Regions from separate parts of the Pan troglodytes genome. Here region 2 is linked to region 1. Evidence: chromatin contacts called from public HiChIP or PLAC-seq data. All regions are on one chromosome and are shown on one strand. The core of a region is the stretch at or near the end of the contact, and the rest is flanking DNA. Distances in the headings are between cores, read along the strand shown.

Region 1 (5,471 bases), core at 1,073-3,572:
ACAGTTTCTAAGAGGTCAGAGGAGACTGGTGGGCTCAACTCAGGACAGAAAACCAGAAGCTCTGAGCTCTGCTCATGTTCCTACCCTCTGTGACAAGTTGCTTCATCTCAAATCCTCCCTTGGAAGGATGGGAATATAAGGTGACAATATTCAGTTTCTGTGAATTCAATGGAACTAGGAGAATAGATCACATAGCTTAAAAAAAAAAAAAAAAGGTATTACAGTAATATTTATATACAGCTTTCTTCAGAAGCCATGTGGAAGCCTTCACGGGTTCATTCACAGGTTCATACCCCTAGGAGCAGACAGGAAGGCGGCAGGTCTTTCTCATGTTGATGTCAGGGAAACTGAGGCAGAATTGAAGCAAGTGAATATCCGCAATGGAATGAGGCTTAGATTCATACAGCCTAGTCCTCCAGCCACCAAACCGTCTCACCACCTCCCAAGTAAGACGTGCTCTGCTCTGGCAAGAAGCCATGGGGCCTGCATATTTCTCAGAAAGGCAAAGATTCTTCCTCTGGGTACCTTCTTCCAGAACCTAGGACCAAAAGATCCCCTAGAGGTCATGTGGTTCCTCTCTTTTTAGACCAAAACGAATGCAGCTCAACCACTCTGAAGAGAAGTTCTCGATAATCTTCAAATAGTTTTCACAGATAGCCTGTTTTGTGTCTCACTGTTCCCTAAAGTCAGGAAAATCTTAGACTCTTGCCCTGAAAGGTATCACTAATAGCAACAGCCTGTAGGATTGTTTTATCCTAAAGAAAGTAAATCGAATGCCCCTTATGAAGATCAGACAAAAAGCAATAAGGCTACATCGTGACATAAATCCAAATAAATACAACGGCAGCTAAAAATCTTTTTTTTTTTTTTTTTTTTTTTTTGAGACGGAGTCTCACTCCGTGGCCCAGGCTGGAGTGCGGTCGCACAATCTCGGCTCACTGCAACCTCCGCCTCCTGGGTTCAAGCGATTCTCCTGCCTCAGCCTCCCAAGTAGCTGGGATTACAGGCATACGCCACCACGTCTAATTTTTGTATTTTTATTGGAGACAGGGTTTCACCATGTTGGTCAGGCTGGTCTTGAACTCCTGACCTCACGATCCACCCGCCTCAGCTTCCCAAAGTGCTGGGATTACAGGCGTGAGCCACCATGTCTGGCTAAAAGTCTTAAATATCCCCTACACCCCAACCTTACTCCAGTCTTTCCTTTGTCTCTGTACTTTGCAGGTCTCTGACAGCCTGGCAGGAAACCTGGCCTTGCCTCTACTACCCGAATGACCTTACATGTGGGATTTAACCTCTCTGTGCCTCAGCGTCCTCATCGATAAAATAGGGATATTTAATCCCCACAAAGGTTGCTGTGAAGTTTAAATGTGTCATTGTAAGGAAAGTGCTTAGCACAGTGCCCGGTACACAGAAGGGACTCGATAGCCACTAGCAAGCATCTCCCTCGTTATTTTGCAGCATTATCACCGGTGTCTCCATTCAGTTAACTTGTCTTAGAGGCTCCAACAAACAAGACCAAGCCAGTGCCTAGCCGGAGGCGGGCGGCAAGGGACCGTTTTCTAGTTTTTTTTTCTTCTTTTTCAACCTTGGCAAAGAGATAACGCCCTGAACAACGAGGAGGCCTCAGGATGGCCATGGAGGTGAGTCCGAAAGAGGAAATCAGAGCCCGAAGAGTTTTCCCTCAGGCCAGTGGGGAATTCCTCGGGGCCTAAGTCCTGTCTCTCCGGGCGGAAGCCCCAGGAGGTGCTGCGGATAAGGGGCGGCCGAGGAACAGGCCGGCGGCCAAGTGGGCGCGAATGAATGAACGAACCCTCAGCCCTTCCTCCTCCTCTGGCTGGGGACGTCGCTCGCGCCCCTGCAGCGCCGCGTCCTCTTCATGACCTCTGACCCCGCAAACCCCTCACCTAGGACCCCTGACTCCTCGCCCCACTTCTTCTCCTGGCTCGCCCGGGTCCCCGCTTCCTCACCCGCAGGTCCCAATAGCTCCCGGCGCCCCGGCTCGGTTCGGCTTGGCACCAAAATGTCCGCGGCCTCCACCTCTCGCTCTCCCGGTGCGTCCCGGCTGCCGGCGGCTCGGAGCCCCGCGGCTGTCACCTGCCGGGCGGAAGTGAGCTGCCCGCGCGCGGGTACTTCCGGTGGACGCAAGGCCTGAAGGCGGGGTCAAGGGTACAACCCTGGCGGGGGTGGTGCCCGTGGGGCGGGGCAAGAAAAGGGGAAGAGCCCAACGGTATTAACCCCTCGGCAGCCGCGGCGCTGCTATGCTGCAGTCTCCCGCAGAGCCCTTGGGAAACCATCCCGCTAGCTAATTCAGCGTGAGGGGGCCGGGTAAGGTCGTAGGGACTTTGAAGTCCATCTTCTGTGTAAAGACGGCAAATCTGAGGTTCTAAGAGGGGCAGGGTTTTGCTCAAGGTCACTCATTTTTTGTTTGTTTGTTTGAAACGGGGTCTTGCTCTGTTGCTCAAGCTAGAGTGCAGTGGCTCGAAGATCTGGGCTCACTGCACCCTCCGCCTCCCAGGCTCGGGTGATCCTCTCACCTCAGCCTCCCAAGCAGCTGGGACCACAGGTGCGCAGCACTACGCCCGGCTAATTACTTATTATTTACTTATTTATTTTTTGTAGAGAGAGTCTCACTTTATTGCTCAGGCTGGTCTCGAAATCATGGACCCGAGAGATCCTCCCGCCTCGGCTTCCCAAAGTGCTGGGATTACAGAGGGGTCTCTCTCTGTCCAAACTAGGTTTACAGCTCTAGTTTGGACCCCTCCATTCTTAAGATGAGTGACCTTGAGCCAGACACAGTGGCTCATACCTGTAGTCCCAGCTACTCGGGAGCCTGAGGCAGGAGAATAGCTTGAGCCCAGGAGGTTGAGGTTACAGTGAGCTGTAATTGCAGCACTGCACTCCAGCCTGGGCGACAGATCCAGACCCTGTCTCAAAAAAAGAAAAAAAATGGCCGGGCATGGTGGCTCACACCTGTAATCCCAGCACTTTGGGAGGCCGAGGCGGGCGGATCACAAGGCCAGGAGATCGAGACCATCCTGGTTAACATGGTGAAACCCCGTCTCTACTAAAAACACAAAATACTAGCCGGGTGTGGTGGCAAGCGCCTGTAGTCCCAGCTACTCAGGAGGCTGAGGCAGGAGAATGGCGTGAACCCGGGAGGCAGAGCTTGCAGTGAGCCGACATCACACCACTGCACTCCCGCCTGGGTGACAGAGCAAGACTCCGTCTCAAAAAAAAAAAAAGAAAAAAAAGAAAAAAACCATCTGCAATCCCACTGACCTAAGACAATCACTTTTAATATTTTGGTGAATATTCTTCCAGACTTGATAGATCATTTGTTTTTTTTGTTTGTTTGTTTTGAGACAGGGTCTCGCTCTGTTGCCCGGACTGGAGTGCAGTGTCGTGATTTTGGCTCACTGCAACCTCTGCCTCCCAGGTTCAAGCGATTCTCCTGCCTGGGCCTCCCAAGTAGTTGGGATTACAAGCATGCACCACCGTGCCCAGCTAATTTTTGTATTTTTAGTAGAGGCGGGGGTTTCACCATGTTGACCAGGCTGGTCTTGAACTCCTGACCTCAAGTGATCTGCCCACCTCAGCTTCCCAAAGTGATGGGATTATAGGCATGAGCCACTGTTGGTATTTTTTAACTCACCAAAATATTGGTAAAAGTTTCCCAAAATAGTAAATACATTTCTACTTGGCACTTTCCAGTATCTGCATAGTATTCCATTAAGTGGATGGTACGGCTAATCTCAAAAACAATCCCCTGAGGTTGTTATCCATCTTTTTTAATATTATCAAAAAGTTGTTAATAAATAAGCTTGCACTTACTGCTAAGTGCACTTATTGCTAAGTCTCTACGTCCTATCTAATATAGATATTACTGGTTTTTATATTTAATATAATTTTATGTTTAATCAGCCTCAAAGCCTTTAAAAGTTATTTTTAAATAATTATAGACTTACAGGAAATTGCAAAATTAGTACCAAAATTGAGTCCCATATACCCTTCACCCAGCTTCCCACAATGGTGACATTTTATATATCTGTAGTATAATAGCAAAACCAGGAAATTGGTGGTGTTGGTAAAATACCGTTATCTAAATTACAAACCTTATTCCATTTTTATTTATTTATTTATTTATTTATTTTAGACGGAGCCTCGCTCCATCGCCCAGGCTGGAGTTCAGTGGCTCGATCTCGGCTCACTGCAAGCTCCGCCTCCCGGGTTCACGTCATTCTCCTGCCTCAGCTTCCCGAGTAGCTGGGACTACAGGCGCCCGCCACCACGCCCGGCTAAATTTTTTTGTATTTTTAGTAGAGACGGGGTTTCACCGTTGTTAGCCAGGATGGTCTGGATCTCCTGACCTTGTGATCTGCCCGCCTCAGCCTCCCAAAGTGCTGGGATTACAGGTGTGAGCCACCGTGCCCGGCCACCTTATTCCATTTTTAAACCTTTTTAAAAGTAGTCAGGGAGGCCATCCTGGCTAACACAGTGAAACCCCGTCTCTACTAAAAAATACAAAAAATTAGCCGGACATGGTGGTGGGTGCCTGTAGTCCCAGCTACTCAGGAGGCTGAGGCAGAAGAATGGCGTGAACCCGGGAGGTGGAGCTTGCAGTGAGCCAAGATTGCACCACTGCACTCCAGCCTGGGCGACGGAGTGAGACTCTGTCTCAAAAAAAATAAAAATAAAAAAGTAGTCAGGGAACAAATGGAATTTTTTTTTCTTTTGGCTTCAACAATGGAATTTATTTTCTCACAGTGCTGGGGACTGGAAGTCTAAGATCAAGGTGTTGGCATGGCTGCTTTCCTCTGAGGCCTCTCTCCTTGGCTTGCAGATGGCCGCCCTCTTGCTATGTCCTCACACGATCTTTCCTCTGTGTGCCTGGAATAATTTTATGTGTATGTATGTGCCATGCAGCATGTGTGATATGCAACTTTCTGGAGGAACTGCCCTTCTCTGATGATAGATGTTGGTAAATGCCACCCACCTCAGTGGAAAACAAAATTTCATTGGGAATGTAACATCAGAAGAGAAAAATTATCCAACAAAACAAACCAACAAACCTAAAGGTATCAAGCTGGAGAGCTTATGTGCAAGTGGCAAGTCAGTGGTTGAAGGAGTCAGAGCTTTAAGATTTCCAAGGAGGGAGAGGTCACAGCACCGGGTGGCTCAGGAAGGACTTCCTGGGGAAGATGGCATTTGCACTGTCTTGCCGAATGAGAACAGAGTTGCGTAGGCTGAGAGAGAAGGAAAGGGTAATCCAGAGAAAAGAACTGTGCCGAGGCAGGAAAACCTCACGGGCCCACCCCCACGCCCAGTGCAAGGGAGCCAGGTGTCTGAGTCCTGCAGAAAGCATTTTCCAAGCCTCTGGTTTCAGCCAGGCCCTGGGCTGGGTGCTGGATAGTCAGATGGGTGAGGCTAAGGCCCTGCCCTTGCTCAGCCTACAGTTTGCAGGGAGAGGG
Region 2 (5,471 bases), core at 1,452-3,951, 670 kb after region 1:
TTTTTACCTTTGTCAAAATTCTGGTTATTTGGAAATTTCTAAACTGATCAAGTTCTGCCACAATGCACATTTTCTACTTGCAAAACAAACAAAATGCTTTGACAGGGACAATTCCCAGTCTCTTATCACTGAAAGGTACAAAGGAAGCTGGGAAGTTGTTTGAATATCATATAGCACTTTTGAGTTCATTAGGCCATTATCCCCAGGGCTGTATTTAATCAAGATGAAAAAGCACAGGCTCAAAGCCTTTTTAGTTGACAAGAAGCGAGTATTTGGCTTGGGACTTCTGTGTCTGAGTTGTAAGTCAGGTTCACAGAAAAGTAATCAGAAACTAGCCTGACTGGAGACAAGAAAGAGTCTCAAAATAAGAGGTATGAGACCATGGGTTGTACATGTGACCCGGCCTCTTAAGAAGCTTAGGGACCTTGAGCAAATTACTTATATTCTCATCTGTAAAGTAAAGGACTAGACTTGGAGTATTTCTAAAGCCCCCTGTAACACTGTCAATGTTTAATTATCTAATGTTGTTCCTTAAGTAACCGATTCATTCATTCAACTATTTGAATACCTTCAATGTTCACTGAGGAACAGTTAATTCAGGTATCTATTTGAATACCTCCAATGAACATAATAAAAGAAGTAAAAATAACAGCTCTTGACCTCAAGGAGTTAAGCCAGCGGTAAAGATAAAGGCTTTACCCAACAGCTCCTAGCACAGGGGCCAGGCACAGGGGCTTATTAATCCATTCCTTTGGTCACAAGGAGCCTGCCAAATGGTGAGGAAGGAAAGGAGTAAGAGAAACTCCACAGAAGCTCTTCGGAGGAAAACAGGGTAATTTATAATTTCAGTCCACCAATGTCTATTGAGTGCCTACTGTGTGTGCCAGCACTGGGCATCCTGGGGCGACTCCGCCAGATCAGGCCTCTGATGACACTTACTTACTTATTCCAGGTGGTAGAGAGAAAAAAACAAAACAGGTTATCAAAGAAATGAAGTCCAGGGCTGGGCTTGGGGGCTCAAGCCCGTAATCCTAGCACTTTGGGAGGCTGAGGTGGGTGGATTGCTTGAGGTCAGGAGTTCAAGACCAGCCTGGCCAACATGGTGAAACCCCATCTCTACTAAAAATACAAAAATCAGCCGGGCATGGTGATGCATGCCTGTAACCCCAGCTACTTAGGTGGCTGAGGCAGGAGAATCACTTGAGCCTGGGAGGTGGAGGTGGCAGCGAGCCAATATCACGCCACTGCACTCCAGCCTGGGTGACAGAGCAAGACTCTGTCTCACAAAAAAAAAAAAAAAAAAAATTAGATTGAGAGAAATTCTATGAAAGAAACAGAATAACGAATAACTGTGTTTGCTGGTGGGGTAGACTGCCAATAGTATAGGGCAGAGAGGGGTAAGTCTTTGGATATGGTAGCAGTTGACTGAGCTCAGATCTGAAGGCAGAAGAAAATTAGAACAGCCAGCACAGAGGGCCTAGTGATCCAGCCAGAGAGGCTGGTAAATGCGGAGGCTGAGAAGGGCTGGTGCAGACAAACCATCTGTGTGGTTGGAGCTTAAAAAGCAGTTACTTCCGGAAAGTATAGGGTGAACGCAGTAGTTCTCAACAGAGGGCAATTTTGCACACCCCATGGGACATTTGGCAAAGTCTAGAGAAATTTTTGGTTGTTATGATGGTGGGGGTGGGGAGAAGGTTGAGAAAACTTGCACTAAAAGAATATTTCAGCCCAAATTTCAGTTTTAGTCATTATGTTCTAAACTCATGTTCTCGCCAACTTGAATAGTTTTTTTTTTTCTTTCCTGCAGAAACAAAATAAGAACAGGTTTCAACTGGCTCACTCTTTCATCTACTCTCTTGGGAAATCCCCTTGGGGAGGTTCATGGGACTCCAGGAGCCTTTGGAAAGCACCACAGGATACGAAATATCTACCTAAACAGGTGAGAAACGATCCAAGGAGCCACACCCCCAACTGCTCCCACAGTTACCAGGGCAGAAAAAACTGAGATTAGGGGTAGGGCACAAAGGAGAATATATTTATGTTTTATTTGCATAATTACAAATTAATGTTAAAAAGAATGCAGTCAGGTCCAGGGTAGGGATGAAGAGGTTGCAGATGCCCTCAAGTATTGGAAAGCTCTGGCCTTATGTCTTTTTTCTTTCTTTTCTTTTTTTTTATTTTTGAGACAGGGTCTCCCTCTGTTGCCCAGACTGGAGTGCAATGGTACGATCTTGGCTCACTGCAACCTCAAACTCCCCGGCTCAAGCGATCCTCCTACCTCAGCCTCCCGAGCAGCTGGGACTACAGGCGCACGTCAGGTGGCCCAGCTAATTTTTGTACTTTTTAAAATTTTTTTGAGACGGAGTCTCGCTCTGTCGCCCAGGCTGGAGTGCAATGGCGGAATCTCGGCTCACTGCAACCTCAGCCTCCTGGGCTCAAGCGATTCTCGTGCCTCAGCTTCCCAAGTAGCTGGGACTACAGGCGCGCGCCACCTCGCCCAGCTAATTTTTGTATTTTTTGTAGAGACGGGTTTTCAACATGTTGGCCAGGCTGGTCTCGAATTCCTGACCTCAAGTGACGCGCCCGCCTCAGCCTCCCAGAGTGCTGGGATCCCAAGTGGAGCCACCGCGCCGCACTTCTCGGGCCTTCTTCTAACTCGGGTCCCTGGGCCCCCCAGGCTCTCGCTTCCCTCCCCTACGCCGCCCCGCGCCCGCCTCAGACCTCTCTGGGACCCGCCGGCCTGGCGTCCTGGCCCGCCCGAGCCCCACGGTCCCTCGGGTCCTAACCTCGGCGGGGCAGGCACCTCCTCAGGAAGCCCCAGAGCAGGCTGTCGTTGTATAGGTGGCCCAGGCTGGCGGCCCCTGACCGAAGGTCGCGTCGGGTCAGTGTGCAGCCCGTGGCTGAGAGGCGGCTGCTGAGGGGCCGGGCGGGCTAGGGGCCGGCTAGCCGCCGTTCGCCCCTGCTTTGCATATTCATGAAGTCTAGCGAGGCCGGTCGCCCCGGCTAGCCGTGGACGGGTCATGAATTATTCATGAGGAAGCCTCTGGTCCCGCCCAGAAAGGCCTCGTTGACTATTCATGAGCCGAGGAGCCGGTTTGGGCCGGAAAAGGCCGTTGACCCCCGGTGGGAGGGAAGCGTCGACGAGCTGAGGTGAGGGCTGTTGAGACGCGAGGTCTCGGCCCAGAGAGGGCACTCGGGCGTTGTTAGTTCTGTCTTTATGTCAAAAAACAATTTTTTTTCTTTCCTTATTACTTAAGGCTTTAAGTTGGATTTGAAAGTATCATATTTCGTGAGGGCCTAAAGTACTGTGAAGAGAATCGGGAGGGCAGGGGGCTGAGGAGGAAGGCAAAAGGGAGGCGATTTCCCCCAGAACTGGACAGAGAGCACCCAGGTAGTTTTGAAATTCAGATTTTTCTGGACATGAAATCAAACTTGCTGAGCAAGCAGCAGCCATAATGAGCCATGATGAGGCTGGCAGGGCAGACGATGTCTGTGCCCGACATTGGAGGGGGCCGTGTGTGGTGGAGCTTTGGGGAAGTTTATCTTACCTGGGTCAGATTCTCCCCAGCCATTGAGGTTTTCTGCCAGGATCGATGCCTGGTACAGGCCAAGAGGTGAGAGAGGTGGGGACAAGACACCCTGCCCCCCTTGACGTCAGCTCCCCTTTCACTTTAGTGAGGATTTGCCAATTAATCCCTATGGACTTTAGTTCCCTAAACAGAGGGAGAGAGTCTTGAACCTCAGGATTAGCCAGTCGCCAAAATGTGTCCGAGTACGCAGGGCACTGGACAGGCTGTGCAGTACATCGTGTACTCAGCTGGTAGAAATGAGGGGTGGTTCTGGCCCCTAAAGGGGTTTTTAATCTCAGCAGGATCATAATCTAATTTCTCCTCCATTGGACCATCAATCTGTTGAGGTAGGAACAGTATTTTACATCTCGTAATCCTGCATGTTGTTGCCTGGCACATTGTAGTTGCCTCGTAGATGTTGAATGAATGAATAATTGAAATAGCATGAAAAAGATATTAAAAAGTCAAAAGAGCATGAACAAATACTCAATTAATATAGTGGAAGCCTTTTTCTCTGAATGAGCACAGGTAGGGGAATTACCAGGGCCAAATGGAATTTGTTAAAATGGTGAATAATTTATTGAAGCAAGCTCTGTTGGAAGGTCTAAGTAATTGGGCGAACTTTGGCAAACCAAGTTCCCTTGCTTAGCCTCACTTTTCTTTTTTCTTTTTTTTTTTGTGAGACGGAGTCGAGCTCTGTGCCAGGCTGGAGTGCAGTGATGCAATCTCAGCTCACTGCAACCTCCACCTCTCGGGTTCAAGCGATTCCCCTGCCTCAGCCTCCCATGTAGCTGGGACTACAGGTGTGCACCACCACGCCCAGCTAATTTTTTTTATTTTTTTTATTTTTAGTAGAGACAGGGTTTCACCATGTTGGCCAGGATAGTCTCGATCTCTTGACCTCGTGATCCTCCCACCTCGGCCTCCCAAAGTGCTGGGATTACAGGTGTGAGCCACTGCACCTGGCCCCTTTTCTTTATAGTTTTATGTTTAGGTTTAAATCCATGATCCATTTTGCATTAATATTTGTATACAGTGTGAGATTTAGGTTAAGTTTCTTTTAATTCTCTGTTCTTCCCCCCACCCCCCAGATGTCCTTTTGTTTCAGCATCATTTGCTGAAAAAAAGATTCTTCCTCCACAGAATTGGATCTTCTTTAAATCAAAGGGGTTGGAAGATGTCTGTGCTCCCTTCCAGCTTTAGGAATCTATTGAACCCATTTATGTTAACGTACACTTCTTTTGAGTAAAGCCATTCTTAACAACATGCATGTGTAAGGAAGGTAATATAGTTGCATTTCAGAATCCAGCTATTGGATAGTGTTCACCTGATAGAAAAGGGATTTTCTTGTAAAAAATGGTTTTTGAAGATTGAGAAAGATGGGTAGAGAGCCTTCATAAATCAACTATGATTATATTTGGGAAAATGTAATAAAACTTTGGCTTTTGCTTCACTTGGAATGGTTAAAAAAGTGGTTTAGGCCTTAGTAAACTAAACAGCAGCTGGCTAATCTTTATGTGAATCTTGGACTCACACGTAGTAGGGGTAAAATAGGAAGTAATTGTGCCACCATATAAAATAGGGCAATTGAAGGTGTGGTGTGGTGTCTCATATGTGTAATCCCAAAACTTTGAGATGCCAAGAGTTCGAGGCCAGTCTGGGCAACATAGTGAGACCCCCCCCCCTCCACCCGCCCGCCCAACTCTACAAAAATAAAAAATTTTAAAAAATTAGCAGGGCATGGTGGTGCATGCATATAGTCTCAGCTACTTGGAAGGCTGAGATAGGAGGATCACTTGAGCCCAGAAGTTTGAGGTTGCAATGAGCTGTGATTATGCCAGCCTAGGTGACAGATCATGCCAGCCTAGGTGACAGATCATGCCACTGCACTTTACTCTGTCT

What was found. HiChIP or PLAC-seq counts read pairs in DNA pulled down with a chosen protein or histone mark.
Region 2: a contact with region 1 is called in an H3K4me3 HiChIP or PLAC-seq map of stem cell-derived excitatory neurons, with 11 times the contacts expected there. The contact joins the promoter of HORMAD2 here to the promoter of AP1B1 in region 1. A contact is called at or near these places in 1 of 7 Hi-C or Micro-C datasets (stem cell-derived neural progenitor cells) and 1 of 1 datasets of contacts at active chromatin or transcription factors (stem cell-derived excitatory neurons).

What each region holds. Positions count from the first base shown.
Region 1 is chr23:31,533,997-31,539,467 of NHGRI_mPanTro3-v2.0_pri, forward strand. AP1B1 (adaptor related protein complex 1 subunit beta 1) reads right to left here and starts at 2,323. Exons shown (of 21, transcript XM_016938918.3): 1 at 1,971-2,323. It overlaps LOC112206734 (a long non-coding RNA gene), which reads left to right and starts at 2,142. Exons shown (of 7, transcript XR_002941202.3): 1 at 2,142-2,328.
Region 2 is chr23:32,207,168-32,212,638 of NHGRI_mPanTro3-v2.0_pri, forward strand. It overlaps HORMAD2 (HORMA domain containing 2), which reads left to right and starts at 2,702. Exons shown (of 12, transcript XM_063808134.1): 1 at 2,702-3,150. It overlaps LOC134809720 (a long non-coding RNA gene), which reads right to left and starts at 2,923. Exons shown (of 5, transcript XR_010156102.1): 1 at 2,787-2,923.